3 separate regions of the Mus musculus genome follow, and all the other regions are linked to region 2. A link is a contact called in public ChIA-PET and HiChIP or PLAC-seq data. All regions are on one chromosome and are shown on one strand. The core of a region is the stretch at or near the end of the contact, and the rest is flanking DNA. Distances in the headings are between cores, read along the strand shown. Region 1 has its middle 65 kb from the start of Cul1. Region 2 has its middle 14 kb from the start of Gm40371. Region 3 holds the start of Cul1 (cullin 1).

Region 1 (4,411 bases), core at 143-2,642, 250 kb after region 2:
GTGTGTCTTCCTGTCTCCAGATCCTGGGCAAGAGTGTGTCTTCCTACCTCAGAGGTCTGGGCTAGAAGTATATTTACCCACTTCAAAGAAGGCAAAACAATCCCTCACAGGTGTGCCCCATTAATTCCAGATGTCATCAAGATGACAACCAAGAATAGCTAACTTGCACCTTTAAAGTGCCCATTCAGGAGTTCCTTGCCTACTTTGTTCTTAGATTGTCCCCTAAATAATCTCTGTTTGGGGGGCTTGTCCTAGTTTAAACTTGATATATCTGGCTATTCATTTTCAGACTTCCACCCATCATTGAATCCTCTTTTCTGACTTTTTGCCTGGCTTTTGGCATCTTCAAGCAACTGACCTCAGTTCAACCTGCCTTTGGCTTTGTTTCCCTGCTTGACAGGATGTGAAGGAACCGAGTTCTTCTGAAGAGAGACTGGCCCAGTGCAGTTCGCCTGAGGGAAAGCTGGCATCTTGGCAGGGAGTAGACAGGTGTACTGTATTTTACAAATGTGTATTTTAACTCTACATGAGCATTGCTGTGATGCTTTGTCAACTTTTATTGTAAAACATTCCTTTTGCCAATATTGAATGGATTGCTCAGGAAGTAAGAAAAACAAAAGAACGGTTGTCTGTCAGTAATTAAGATCTGCTTTGCTTTTAGTGTTTTCTTCTTCCAACTTCCTGTTCAAAGAGAAGACCATTTTACTGTACAATCTGGAAAAATCCTGTACAGAACATGCTGTGCTGGTACTCTTAAGTCTGGTTGGTACCTGTTCACTGTGCTGCCCAGACCACTGCTGTGCTTTCTGTATGTTACTCCACTGTATTTTAAAAATACTGTCTACAGATATTTGCATAAACTACAGCAATCCTGGCTCTAGATCATTGGGAAGTAGCCATCTTTTAAAATAACCAAAGGTAATTTCTAGCTTGCCAATAGCCAGTGATTTCTTAGAAGTGAAACTAGCCATCCACACAGGGAGGCCTCTTTAGGATTGTTTAGTGACTTTCAAAACATCAGGGTTTTTTTGGTTTGGTTTTGTTTTGTTTTTTATTATTTTCATCACCTATTAGATGAAAGGGTATGGGATTGTCACCCCCACCCCCACTGGTGCTGTAATTCCATAAACTCAGGCAAAGTCGCAGAACACGCAGCCTTACAGCATGAGCTGGCTGGCACAGGATCAGATGTGCTGATTCCTCATGCTCATGGTGGCTGATGTGAGAAGCGCTGGCAAGAAGAAGCTGGCCTGGCCCAAATAACCACGAAGAGAGAACAGATTTCAGACAGGCGGTTTTACAGTTTCCCTTTTGTTATTTTTGCCAACTCCCAGCCACTTCTTTCTCTAGCACTGAGCAAAAGAGACAAACGAGCATTCTTAAATGCACTGAATATACAGGCCAGAGGTTTCTCTCAGTGACCTTTAATCTTCTGTATATCAATTTACCTCGCCACATCCATCCACCCAATTTACATTTAAATAAAGCTTTCAAATTCATTGCAAACCAAAAAGTAAGCTATTTAGGGAGAGAAAGCTGTTTTAAAAAAATGGGTTGTCTTTCTTTTAAAAAAAACCTTTTTTTCATCTTTACAAGATTGAAACAACCAGCTTTTACAAGGTAAACAGCCTTTTTCGTTTTAGCCACAGTCAGTTCTAATATTTTTGGTTTATTTTTTTAGAGCCACTCCAATACAACACACCAGCTGTAAATATTTTGTTCTATATGATTTTTTTAATGAAAAAAATCCCTTTGCTCTATTCTTATTTGCTCGACTACAAAAGAACCTGCCTGGAGCGAGTGAACCTTCTCTTTCATTGATTCTATTTCTCTTCCGACTGGCTCTATTTTCCTGGAGCCCATTTATCAATACAGCCCTGGCTCTATATGCCAGCAAGGACCAGTCTCTCTGCATGGGAACCATGAGGGGAGGCTGTTTCAGCCCCAGCCCAGCTTTGTGTGGAGTTAATTTAAATGTTTTGCAGACCCACGTTGAGGGCTGGAGCTTCACACTTTTGAGGGTTCATTCCTAGAGTCTTTCTTTTGGGTTTTGTCAAGGCAATTTTTTTTTTTTTTAAAGAACATAACACCTTCCTGTAGAAAACAGTAACATATAGCACACTGAATATTTTTGTTGAGGAAAATCTTGTGCTAACATTCCTTTAATGAAATAAAATTTTTGTGCATGTTACTGTGGTATGTGTGTGTGTGTGTGTGTGTGTGTGTGTGAGTGTGTTCATGCACACACAAGTGCTAGAGCATCCCTGTGGTAGTGGTCAGAGGACAACTTCTGGTGTTAGCCCTCACCTTCCACCTTGTTTGAGACAGGCTTTAAAATTCTTTTAGAATTTCATTCAGTGGGTTATAAATATTCACCCTCTCATTCGACTCCCCGAGATCCATCCACACCCCTCATTCTACACCCACTTAACTTTGTATCATCTTTTTTTATTGTTTTAAATCCACCCAGTCCAGTTTGTGCTGGTCATGTACTCTGGGATGGGGACCATCCACTGGATCATAGTCTACTACATATGAACTCACAGTGGTTGGGGGAGCATCCAGACCTATGTGAGTTCAAGCCAAACAAATTCCCAGCATGGACATGACAGGAGGGTTCAAAGTCCCACACCTACCCAAGGAAATATTAGCAACTCAGCTTCTGGGAGAAGGACAGTCAATTTTCTGAAAGAGTCTGGCCCTGGCAGGGAGGCAGGGTCTTTTGCTGTTCACTGCTGAATGTGCCAGGCAAGCTGGCCTGCAAGCTTTAGGCAATCCTTTTGTTTCCACCTCCCATCTCACCTTGGGAATGGTGGGATTTCAGAATCTAGCCCCAGTTCCCAACTCCTGCATCCAATTCTTTGTAGGCTCCGGAAAAAAGCATATGCTTTTTTTTTTTTATTGTTAAAAGCGTATGCTTCACAGTGTGTGCTGTATTTATTGCGTCATCCTTACAGCCCCAAAGTAGTTCTTTAAAAATTTTTATTATATTATTTACTATTTTAAAGAATATATTTAGAATGTTTGATAACAAACAATATTGAAATTAACTTATTCCTAGTTTATTTCACAATTAAATGAATATCCATGGAATAAATCTTTTGAACTAAAACTTCTGGGACAAAATATCCTTGTATAGTAATTTTGATGGGTACTAATAAAGTGCTCTTCATAAAATTTCCCAGTTTTCACTGCTAACAGTGACTGAGAGGTTTTTCTGATGTGGTCTTGTCAACAATCTTAGTCATTCTTTTATTCTTGTTAACCTGAGCGTGATTCGATTAGTATTTATGTAAATGAAGGTGAATATTTTATGCTTTTTCTTGACTATATTTTTATCTATCTACCAGCAGCTATTAGTGGCCATTAGCTCCTCAGCTAGGAGTGAGACTTCATGCCTACCTCTCCCCTCCATGTTGTGATCTTGTCTGGCTTGAGTTTGCACAGGTCTTAGGCATGGTATCACAATCACTGTGAGTTCCTATGTGGTTGGTCATATTCTAGTGAATGGTCCCATACCCAAGAGTCTTTTGAGTTTTGAGTCATTTCTATTTATACTTTGCCAGCTCTTTATTGGATTATAGATTTGTGTGTGTGTGTGCACATGTGTGTTTATGTGTGTTCACATGTGTGTGTAGGCCTCCTAGGGCAATGCCCTTAGGTAGTAATATAAATTCATGCAGGTACACACACACATACACCGTCCTAAAAAGAAGGAGAAGGAGGAGGAGAAGGAGGAAGAAGAGGAGGAGGAGGAAGAGGAGGAGGAGGAGGAGGAGGAGGAGGAGGAGGAGGAGGAGGAGGAGGAGGAGGAGGAGGAGGAGATTGTTGTTCTACAAGTCCCTTTAGGGGTATACCAAAGACCTAAATCCTGCCACTGGACCCCACCTCTTAATGGTTCCATCATCTCCCAATAGTACCAAGTCTTCAATACATAGGCCTTTGGGGAACGTTCCAGACTCAAAAATAGCTAAGACATATCCACAAATGTTTTATTTAATGTTGCTTTTTTGTCATAATTTTTTGTGTTAATTATTTTTTTATTGTAGAGCAAAATATACAAGAAACGTAACATGAAGAAGGAAAAATTCATCGGGGATTGTGCTTTGAGGATGCAGTCTACTCTGGCAGGGAAGGTGTGGTGATGAGAGAGGCTTCAGCTAGGGTAGCATGAGGCAGCTGGTCACATTGTGACTACTGTCAGGAAGCAGAGGGTGACAAATGCTGGTGCCAAACTGGCTTCTTCCTTCTATTCAGTTTGGGACCCCAGTCTGTGGGATGCTGCCACCTCTATTCCCTGCTCTCGGATGCTCTCAAAGACACACCCAGAGTAATGTCTCCTAGGTGACTCAAATTCACTCAAGTTGACAGGGATGATTAATCATCATAGCCAAGATTCCCTTCCCTACTC
Region 2 (4,221 bases), core at 1,659-4,158:
TTCTTTGTGCTCCCAGAAAACACTTCCCAGAAGATATCACCTCAGTGATGCTGGTCTCTTATTAATCATTGCTAATGTCTTAGCTCCAGCTAACCATCATCAACTGTCCCAGTAGTTCCTTCCATTCTTAACTCTAGAGCCAGAGCCACATGCCTGAAGCTGCCAAGTTCTGCTACTTGCAGGAATTAGAACATGACCTGCTTGTACTATTACATTGTCACTGGCTTTCTGTTTTTCAAATCCTTCACTGCCTAAGCTTGGCTATCCTGCATCTTGCTCTGTAGATTGGCCTTGAACTCAGAGATCAGCATACCTGTCTCCTGGGATTAAAGGTGTGTACCACCAAGCCTGGATTTAATTTAGCTGGGTAGGATCTTGCCCCAAGGTCCCACTCCCTTAATCTGTTATTTCCTAGAACACAGGACTTTGCTCCATTTCACTTTCTGGTATGCCTTTAATACTGGAACCATATATTTTATATTTTGCCTTTCTAAGCTTGTTATGCTTGTTCAAACTTCTCTTTGTGAGACTTAACCAGAGAACAAAGTCTCTGCTGGGCTTTTTTGAAACTTCCTTTGTCAATGCAATTAATGCAATTAATCCAAGTCTCTTCACCTTAGCCTCAGGCAGACTTTTCAGACAAGGGTAAAAAGTAGCCACATTCTTCACCAAAATACCACAAAAACAGTCTTTATGCCACATACTGAAATTCTTCTCCTTTGAAATCTCTTGGGCCAGGTCAACACAGTTCAAATCACTCCCAGCAAAAAAGTCTTCCATATTCCTACTAGGTTGACCCATTAAGCCCCATTTAAAGCATTCCACTGAGTTCCAAATCCAAAGTCCAAAAATCCACATTCTTTCAAATGAAAGCATGGCCAGGCCTATCACAGCAATACCCCACTTCTGGTACCAATTTCTGTCTTAGTTAGGGTTTTACTGCTGTGAACAGACACCATGACCAAGGCAAGTCTTATAAAACACAACATTTAATTGGGGCTGGCTTACAGGTTCAGAGGTTCAGTCCATTATCATCAAGGTGGGAGCATGGCAGTATCCAGGCAGGCATGGCATAGGAGGAGCTGAGAGTTCTATACCTTCATCCAAAGGCTGCTAGTGGAAGACTGACTTCCAGGCAACTAGGATGAGGATCTTATACCCACACCCACAGTGACACACCCATTCCAACCAGGTCACACCTATTCCAACAAGGCCACACCTTCAGATGGTGCCACTCCCTGGTCCAAGGATAAACAAACCATCACACACACTAAATAAATAAATGTAATATTTAAAATCTGAGGGCCATGGAGGTAGCTCAGTGTTGCAGCTGGGTGTGCAGAAGGCAAAGGCAAGAAGATCTCTTGGAGTTGGAAGCTTAGCTTGGTCTATATAATGAGTTCCAGGATAGCCAGAGCTACATTATGAGACCTTGTGTCAAAACAAAACAACAACAGAATAACTGCTGGGCATGGTGGCACATACCTACAATCCCAGCACTTGGAAGGCAGAGGCAAGAGGAGCTCTAAGATTGAGTTTCAGGACAGTCAGGACTGATAGAAAAGCTCTGTCTCAAAAACAAAACAAAACAAACCACCAAAGAGACAAGCAAAAAGAATACATGTTGCTTTTGCCAAAGACTAGAGTTCAGTTCCACTTTAGCCAGTCCACAGCTGCCTCTAAGTCCAGCTGGGAAGGATCAGATGCCCTCTTCTGAACTCTATAAACACCCCCTTCCATCTCACGCCCCTGCTCCCCATCACCACCACCATACTAAGAAAAGAATAGTGCATTCTTAAGTGGTCACTGGACTTGAAATCCTGAAGAGTTATGTAAACACTGTCAATAATTTCATGTATTATCTTCGAGATTTTTCCCATCCATACACAATTATACAAGTAGAAATATTTTAAAAAGGGAATAAGTGGTAAATTCTTATATAGGGAGTTTAAGATCAGCCTAGGCTGTTTAAGGCGAGTCTGTCTCAAAAATCCATACTGGATTAAATTGTATCAGGACAGTGCATCAGGCACATAAGTTCATGCTATCAATATCTGGGAAAGATGGTTTCTTCTATAAGGGCTTCCCCCTCCCTCCACAATTGCTTACAATGGAAACTTACTGCTGTTTACTCTTTAGTAAGTTCAAAGCTAACTAAGACATTTCTTAGTGTTTTAATTTAATGATTCTTCTTTGCATATTTTTTCTTTTCAGACACTTTGAAGGTTAATACATGTGTGTAACTAGAAAGTTAATCTTACCAGAATACTTAAAACAAGTAATCTCTTTTTTTAAAAAAAAAGTTTTCTACTGATATAATGGACTAAATGTAATCTTAAATTTCCCCACGTTAGTCAAGCATGGGTATGGGGGGAAACAGTGTTAAACAATTTAACAATAACCCACAACCCCAGACCAACTAAACAGTAATGCCAGTCTTTGACTATTTATAATTCCTATCTAGGATCTTTTCTAATTAAGGAGATATTTTTAGGGCCTATGCCATAACCATTAAAAATAAAACACATAAAATCAACATGCCAAACGTGATGAAAGTGAAACAAAGTTTCATAAGCAATGACTTGGAGAATTAGGTTAACCACCAAGCTTTTTTTGCATTTCAGTTTTTTACAAATGCATTGTGGGTAGAGCCTAACTAAATATGAAAGTAAACCCGGAGGGCTGAGGGCAGCTACGAGGTCTGCAAGAGATCTGCTGGGAACTCTCGCCCTGCCTCAATAGGTAAGGCAAAATAAGGAAACTGAGTCAAGAGCCTGCTCTGACAGAAACGTAGGGTGGGAGGCAGTACCTCTGAAAACTGGAAGTGTCCTGGGGTCCCAAGGCTTGTGAGTCAGGGAGCCTGGCCTGTTGGGGTGGGGCCTGGCATGTGCCCTGCAAGGGTAGTTCTAGGGTGGAAATAAAGAGTCACATCAGCAGGTGTCACCAGCTAGGATCTGAGCCTTCTGTGAGGCTCTGTGCGTGTAAAATCCCCTTTATGGGTGATTTTTCCTTTTAGCTCCCTCCCCATATTACTCATGGTTTCTTACCCACTGTGGAACTGAGACAGTGACATTTTAAAACAATTAAATATGTATTATGAGAATAAGGACAAAGAGAGAGATTACCTACACTTCGGTGTTATGCACATTAAAAACTGCCAGAATAACACGAAGTTATATCCTGTAAAAAAGGGTGTTTCCCTTGAAGATGTGGGTTGGACCTGGGTGTTTTTGTCAGGCATGAATTAAGCCCGAAACAAAAATATGAAACAGAGTTCACACATAAACCTTTCTCAGGACGTTTTTTTGTCTTGGTTGTTGTTTATCTATTTATTTTAGAATTGTGGAATTGGGAAAGTGGCTCTGAGATGGGACATTTGAAGACATATACAAGTTCCTAGTCTAAACACACACACACATCTTATTGAGAAATTTTGGTAAAGTTTTTCCACTGAGTCAAAATAAAGCAGTTCACTGAAAATATTTCTTAGGTTTTTCCTAGTAAGTAAATGTTCTCCCTGTGATTTCAAAGACAGCGAATTAGTGGGGGAAGGGGGGGGGGAGGCCCAGGTGGCTTCCTAAACCTCTACTGTAATGAACGGGGAGAGTGGAAATGGGTCATTAGGGTTGCACTGGGAATTTCAGAAACGTGAGAGAAACCCTAAATATAAGTTAACATTTAAAATTTGTCCTAGATAAAATGATAGTACCAGGGCTACAGAGATGGCTCAGCCATTGCAGTTGCTTGCTGCTCTTTCAGAGGACCAGAGTTCAGTTCCCATCAAGCAACTTGCAATGACTTGCAACATCAGCTCCCAAGGATCTGACACCCTCTTCTGGACCTCACTTGCAAATATCCACAGACACATACACATAACTGCAAATAAGAAAAGGCGGATCTCTGAGTTCGAGGCCAGCCTGGTCTACAGAGTGAGCTCCAGGACAGCCAAGGCTACACAGAGAAACCCTGTCTTGAAAAAACCAAAAATAAATAAATAAATAAATAAATAAATAAATAAATAAATAAACAAACAAACAAACAAATAAATAAATAAATAAATAAAATTAAAGTACTGGCTCTGCAGAGAACCCAGATTCTATTTCAAGCACCCATGTGGCAGCTCACGATTGTCCATAACTCCAGTTATACGAGATCCAACGCCTTCTTCTGGTCACCTCAGGTACTGCATACTTGTAGAACCCAAACATTCATACCAGCATC
Region 3 (4,710 bases), core at 412-2,911, 180 kb after region 2:
AAGATGTATCTTACAAACACCCTAGCCTATCTAAAATTGGTTGTCTTTTGGGCAAAACAGTTTTTTAAAGATGATGCCAACAGGGAGGAAAGAGAAAGGTTAGCATTTTTAGAAAGCACTTTGGTCTTTTCTCCCAGGCTTAAGGCTTAGTAAATGCTCCCCAAAACCTCCAAAAATGGGCAGAATAGAAGATAAAACAAGCCAGTGTTGTGTTGCATACTCAGAATTTAAAATGAGCTATAACTGTTTCAACTTACTATGGGAAGCAACAAATACAAGTTTTAAGTAAAAAGAGAAATCTTAAAGCCTTCTCAAACAAAGAAAGACCTCATATCCTTATTTTCCTCAACTACACTGGCTTCTTCAGAGTGTTAGGTTTAGGTCCTAAAAATTGAAGTAAAAGGAGCTTAGTTCCTCTTTTGTCACCCCAGTGCCTTTCTAAAACAGTAATCATTTATTCCATTCTTAGCTTTTGGCTGTTTTAATGCTACTCCAGCAAAGAGCAAGTACACACAGGGCAACTAAAAGCACTTGAACAACTTGACTGCATTTCGGCATGCGTGCCCGTCCCACAAACCCCCAACGACTGTGAACTAACCACAAGTATCAACAGTGACCTCTCAGAAAAGGGGAATCCTCCTTTTTTGGCATACCTAGCTCCCTTAACTTTGGGGCTTAGGCTCAAGGAATGAGAGTGCAAGTGTTCCTTGCTTTCTTAGTTATCTCCTGAGTAACAACACAGTGCACAGGTGACAGAAAGAGGGGGTTCTCAGGGCCACGCGGGATTTAAGAATAGAGGCCCGCAGAGTCTACAGCCCCCGACTCAGTCCTCCTGGCCCGGTGCCGGGTTACCTTTGGGGTCAGAGCGCGCGCTCCCGCCGGGACCGGGGACGCGCCGAGGCCGCCGCACAGGGAGGGCCCAGTTCGACTGAGGAGAGCTGGCGGACGCCCGGGGGCTCCGTTCCTTTGGAAAAGCACACCGCATCCCGGCGCGCCTTGCTCGGCCACGCTCCCAGAGAGAACGGAGCCCGGCACCACTGTTACCCAATAATCATGCCCCGCACCGTCGCAACAATGAGTGCCCCCGGATCCCCGAGAGCACGAGTCCCCCGGCCCTGAGCCACCCCGGCCAAGCGGAACCCCCAGGGCCGAGGGGAAGGGAGGGGTGGCGCGTGAGGCGCCGAGGTCGGCGCCACAGGCCGCGGTGAGTCCGGCTTTTTCCCAGTGCGTAGCCAGGGCCTGGCCCTGCGAGTCCCGGCCCAGGCCGAGCCTGGCCGGCCGGGTGACTCAGGCCGGGCCTGGCCGCTCCGCTCCGCCCTCGGCGTCCTACGCCCACGACTTCTCCGGCCCGGCCGCCATTCCGCCTAGCCGCGGCGCGGCGCCTCAGGCCTCGCCGGCAGCCCGGGCTCGGACGCCGCGGCCCGAGTCACTGCGACGCCGCGGCTCCGCCGTGGCCTGCGCTGCCTCCCGCCACCGCGGCCCGAGCCGCTACTCACCCGCATCTCCGGGCGCCCCCCGACGCTCGGGCGACGGCGTGTAGTGCTCGCGGGGCCCGCCGAGGTCTGGCCGCGTCCCTCAGCGCCCGGGCTGCCCCGCCTGGAGCTGCGTGCGACACGGCGCCCGCTCCTCCTCCTCCTCCCCTGCCCGCCTGCCGGCCCTCCTCCTCCCGCCGCCGCCGCCGCCGCCTGCACCACGCAACCTCCGCCCTCTCGCCGTCCCTCCGCCGCTCCCCGCCCTCCCGGCTTCACCGGCTCTGGCGACCGCGGGGCGAAGCCGTGGGGGAGGGAGGGCCGGAACGCACCGCCATCGGCGTCCGGGGCGGGGGAGCCAAGAAACCGTCGCCGCCATCGCCGGGCCTGCGGCGGCGCGGGAGGGGCACGGAAACGGCCCCCCCAGAGGCCCTGGTCACCCGCTTCGTGGCCAGGACCCGCTTCGCGCGGGCATTTCTACCTGCGAGCCATGGCCTCTGCTTCCCAAACGCCGAGCCGGGTCCTGCCGGACGAGCGGAATCCTCCGCCAGGTTTTCCCGCCGCCCTCGCGTCGGGGCGGCCTCTCGAGTGCCGGCTTCCCGCCACTTCGGACTTCTCGTGGAGACCGAGCCGAGGCTGGGGGCTCTGACCTCTGAAGACACTTCCGGAAGCGGCTGTGGGAGAGGGGCTTTGAGCTCCCCTGCCCCTCCCCTCCATGCACCTCCCGGGAGCTGACATGGGTCCCAACTGCACTGATCCTGGCTGGTGTCTCCTGTCCTGGAGTTGAACCAGAGGCAGTATCCCCAACCGTGAGATGAGAAAGTCAAATGGGCAGGCGGACTCAAGAGAAAAGTGCTACTGCTTCACCGACCCCCCTTTCTACCTGCAGGCCTTGGAGATCCTCCTGCGGAAACCTCCAGCTTGCCCACATACCCACGTGGATGTGTGTCTCCCTCTTTAATACTTTTCAGCAGTGGCCTCCCTTCCTTCTTGAGAGCCTTTTTTCACTTTCACTGTATATGGTTTAGTTAGGGAGAGTTGGGAGTTGCGATTCCAACCTGGGATGGCATGAAGTAGTATTCTTACATCTAGAATAATCTCACCCATTGGAAATCAGCTGCTGTCATCTTGTGCTTTGTAATATTCAATTGTAAATTTGGCAACACCCCTAGCCACAGGTGAGAGGCTGGAGAAAGAATGGATTTACCCCATACCTTGTTAGAGGCAGCTGTTTTAATATCCTAGCTTAGATCTGCCATTTAATTCTGTGAACTAGCAAGGGAAGATTTTCAGTTAGCTCATCATCTGGGCCAAAGATGTATTTGATGTAACTTCTGTAACTTTTCACCAAACTAGAACACCACAGAGATTCTTTCTAATGCACCATTTCGGGGCAGAAATCCTCAGCAGACCTGACAGGTCTCAAATCCACAACTTGAGTAACCCGTGCTTCCTCTCAAAAGAAAGTCCCACTGGTGTGTAGTCCAGCAGTTCTCATTCTGTGGATGGACACCCGTTGGACAAACTTCTATCTCCAAACACATTTACATTACGATTCATAGCAGCAAAATTACAGTTATGAAATAGCAACAAAAACCATTTTCTGATTGGGGGTCACCTGGTGAACTGTATTAAAGAGTCACAGCATTAGGAAGTTAAGAACTGCTGGTTTAGTGTCTTCTATCGAACTGTAGCTTTTTGTCAACATCTATTAAGTATTTTTTAGAAGTGTTGTTTCTGCATGTGTATACCAAATTATATTATCTTTACGTTTGTCTGGGGAAAAGGTTTTTAATTTGTTTTATGTCAAACACCTCAATAACTCATTCAAAAGAAACATGTTTTTAGTAACTTTTCTGTAGACATATGGTAAGGGTGGAGATAAATGTAAGGCTTGTTCCTTGTATATTTTGGCTTTCATTTTAAACTGGATTCCCATGTATTCATAGAAAACAGTTTACTTCCTCTCTATATTTCCTAATCTGTTGTCTTCAGTCTCACCAGTCTATATGGTCTCCTTTCCTGTGATTTTTCACCTCTGGATATGAGTTTGTATGTCAACTTGAGGGTTTTCTCCAACCCATTTTGCCTTAATACAAGTATTTAATCTATCTGAATCCACTCCCTGATTCGCCCTGCCTCCATTCCTTGTTTTAAAGTATCTTATTTACTGTCAATACTATCATTTTCATTGATTTGTTCATTCACCTGTGTCCACTTTGCAACCAGGTGGCATCTGTTCTGAGCAGATAACCCTACCTAACAGGATAAAAAGATATAATAGTAACTTTCATGCTCAAAACACTCTTCATCTTCTCTGTCTCAGCAAAATGGATATCTCTTTGGATGAGCCAGTTTGGAAAGAGAGTGACACCAGAATCAAAGCTCAAAACTGTCCCAAAGGTCTTTATCAGGACAAAGTCAATGGGATTAAAATCTCTTTGTAAATTAGAAACAATAATGAACTGGAAAAAACGCAAGTTTTAGATTAGCTATTTTTAAAATAGCTATTTTTAAAATACCTCATTGCTAGCTTCCCATGTGTGCCTTCAGGTATGGGTTGGGGTGCAGGATTTTTTCTTAAGTTTGCCAGTTTTTTTTTTTTTCCAGTATTTTGCTGGAAGAACATTGAAGCCTGCTCACAGCATGTTTACTACTCAGATTGAAGAGTACTGAGTCACTTGAACAACCATAGGAACTATTATTTCTAAGACTTGGGTAAGAAACTAGTCTGTGGAAAGTAAATGGGTTTCACAGGTTTGTGAATTACCCAGAGACATAATTGCAAACTTCAGATCTAAGACCCAAACTTGGAAGGAAAAGAGCAAAACCAGAAGCTGACACTACCAGAGTTTATATTTGTGTGAACCATTTTTAACTGGGTAGGCTTGAGCAAGTTATTAAACTTCTCAGTGTTTCATCATCCTCTGATATGGAGGTGATAATAGCTCAAGGAATGTTAGCTAAACATTGATATTTCTGATGATAATAAAGACCCAGAACCTGAATTTGGGAACCACTCCATGTTCCTTCTGTCCAAGTTTTTAAAGTTATAATCCTACAATGTTTACTATGCTTTATATGTTCTAATGAACTTAATTTGTTTTTAGGCTGTGTAATTTTTAATTTTTTTCTTTTTTTTTTTTTGATTTTTCGAGACAGGGTTTCTCTGTACAGCCCTGGCTGTCCTGGAACTCACTTTGTAGACAAGGATGGCCTCGAACTCAGAAATCCACCTGCC

Evidence for each region. ChIA-PET counts read pairs in DNA pulled down with a chosen protein or histone mark. HiChIP or PLAC-seq counts read pairs in DNA pulled down with a chosen protein or histone mark.
Region 1: a contact with region 2 is called in an H3K4me3 HiChIP or PLAC-seq map of bone marrow-derived macrophages, with 3 times the contacts expected there. The contact joins two enhancer-like sites. A contact is called at or near these places in 2 of 39 promoter capture datasets (the 3T3-L1 cell line and the C10 cell line), 2 of 15 datasets of contacts at CTCF or cohesin (the NIH/3T3 cell line and large pre-B cells), 31 of 484 Hi-C or Micro-C datasets (B cells, the G1E-ER4 cell line, Th2 cells and 11 more), 10 of 115 datasets of contacts at active chromatin or transcription factors (the 230-238 cell line, the NIH/3T3 cell line, the SCID.adh cell line and 6 more) and 1 of 9 other capture datasets (embryonic tail).
Region 3: a contact with region 2 is called in an RNA polymerase II ChIA-PET map of effector CD8 T cells, with 56 read pairs. The contact joins the promoter of Cul1 here to the enhancer-like site in region 2. A contact is called at or near these places in 18 of 39 promoter capture datasets (the 3T3-L1 cell line, 3T3-L1-derived adipocytes, the C10 cell line and 12 more), 3 of 15 datasets of contacts at CTCF or cohesin (the NIH/3T3 cell line and large pre-B cells), 7 of 484 Hi-C or Micro-C datasets (centrocytes, double positive thymocytes, group 2 innate lymphoid cells and 4 more), 29 of 115 datasets of contacts at active chromatin or transcription factors (the 230-238 cell line, CD8 T cells, DN3 thymocytes and 20 more) and 4 of 9 other capture datasets (adipose tissue, embryonic tail, liver and 1 more).

What each region holds. Positions count from the first base shown.
Region 1 is chr6:47,387,597-47,392,007 of GRCm38.p6, reverse strand. No RefSeq gene overlaps it. Among named protein-coding and RNA genes, the nearest start is that of Cul1, 65 kb to the left of the region's middle. Within about 2 kb of position 1,392, at least 59 of the 459 cell types and tissues checked have an H3K27ac peak or open chromatin away from gene starts, as enhancers often do. A contact at or near this core is called in bone marrow-derived macrophages, where this site is marked.
Region 2 is chr6:47,635,343-47,639,563 of GRCm38.p6, reverse strand. No RefSeq gene overlaps it. Among named protein-coding and RNA genes, the nearest start is that of Gm40371, 14 kb to the left of the region's middle. Within about 2 kb of position 2,908, at least 116 of the 459 cell types and tissues checked have an H3K27ac peak or open chromatin away from gene starts, as enhancers often do. A contact at or near this core is called in the 230-238 cell line, CD8 T cells, the HPC-7 cell line and 14 more, where this site is marked.
Region 3 is chr6:47,451,270-47,455,979 of GRCm38.p6, reverse strand. It overlaps Cul1 (cullin 1), which reads right to left and starts at 1,661. Exons shown (of 22, transcript NM_012042.4): 1 at 1,497-1,661.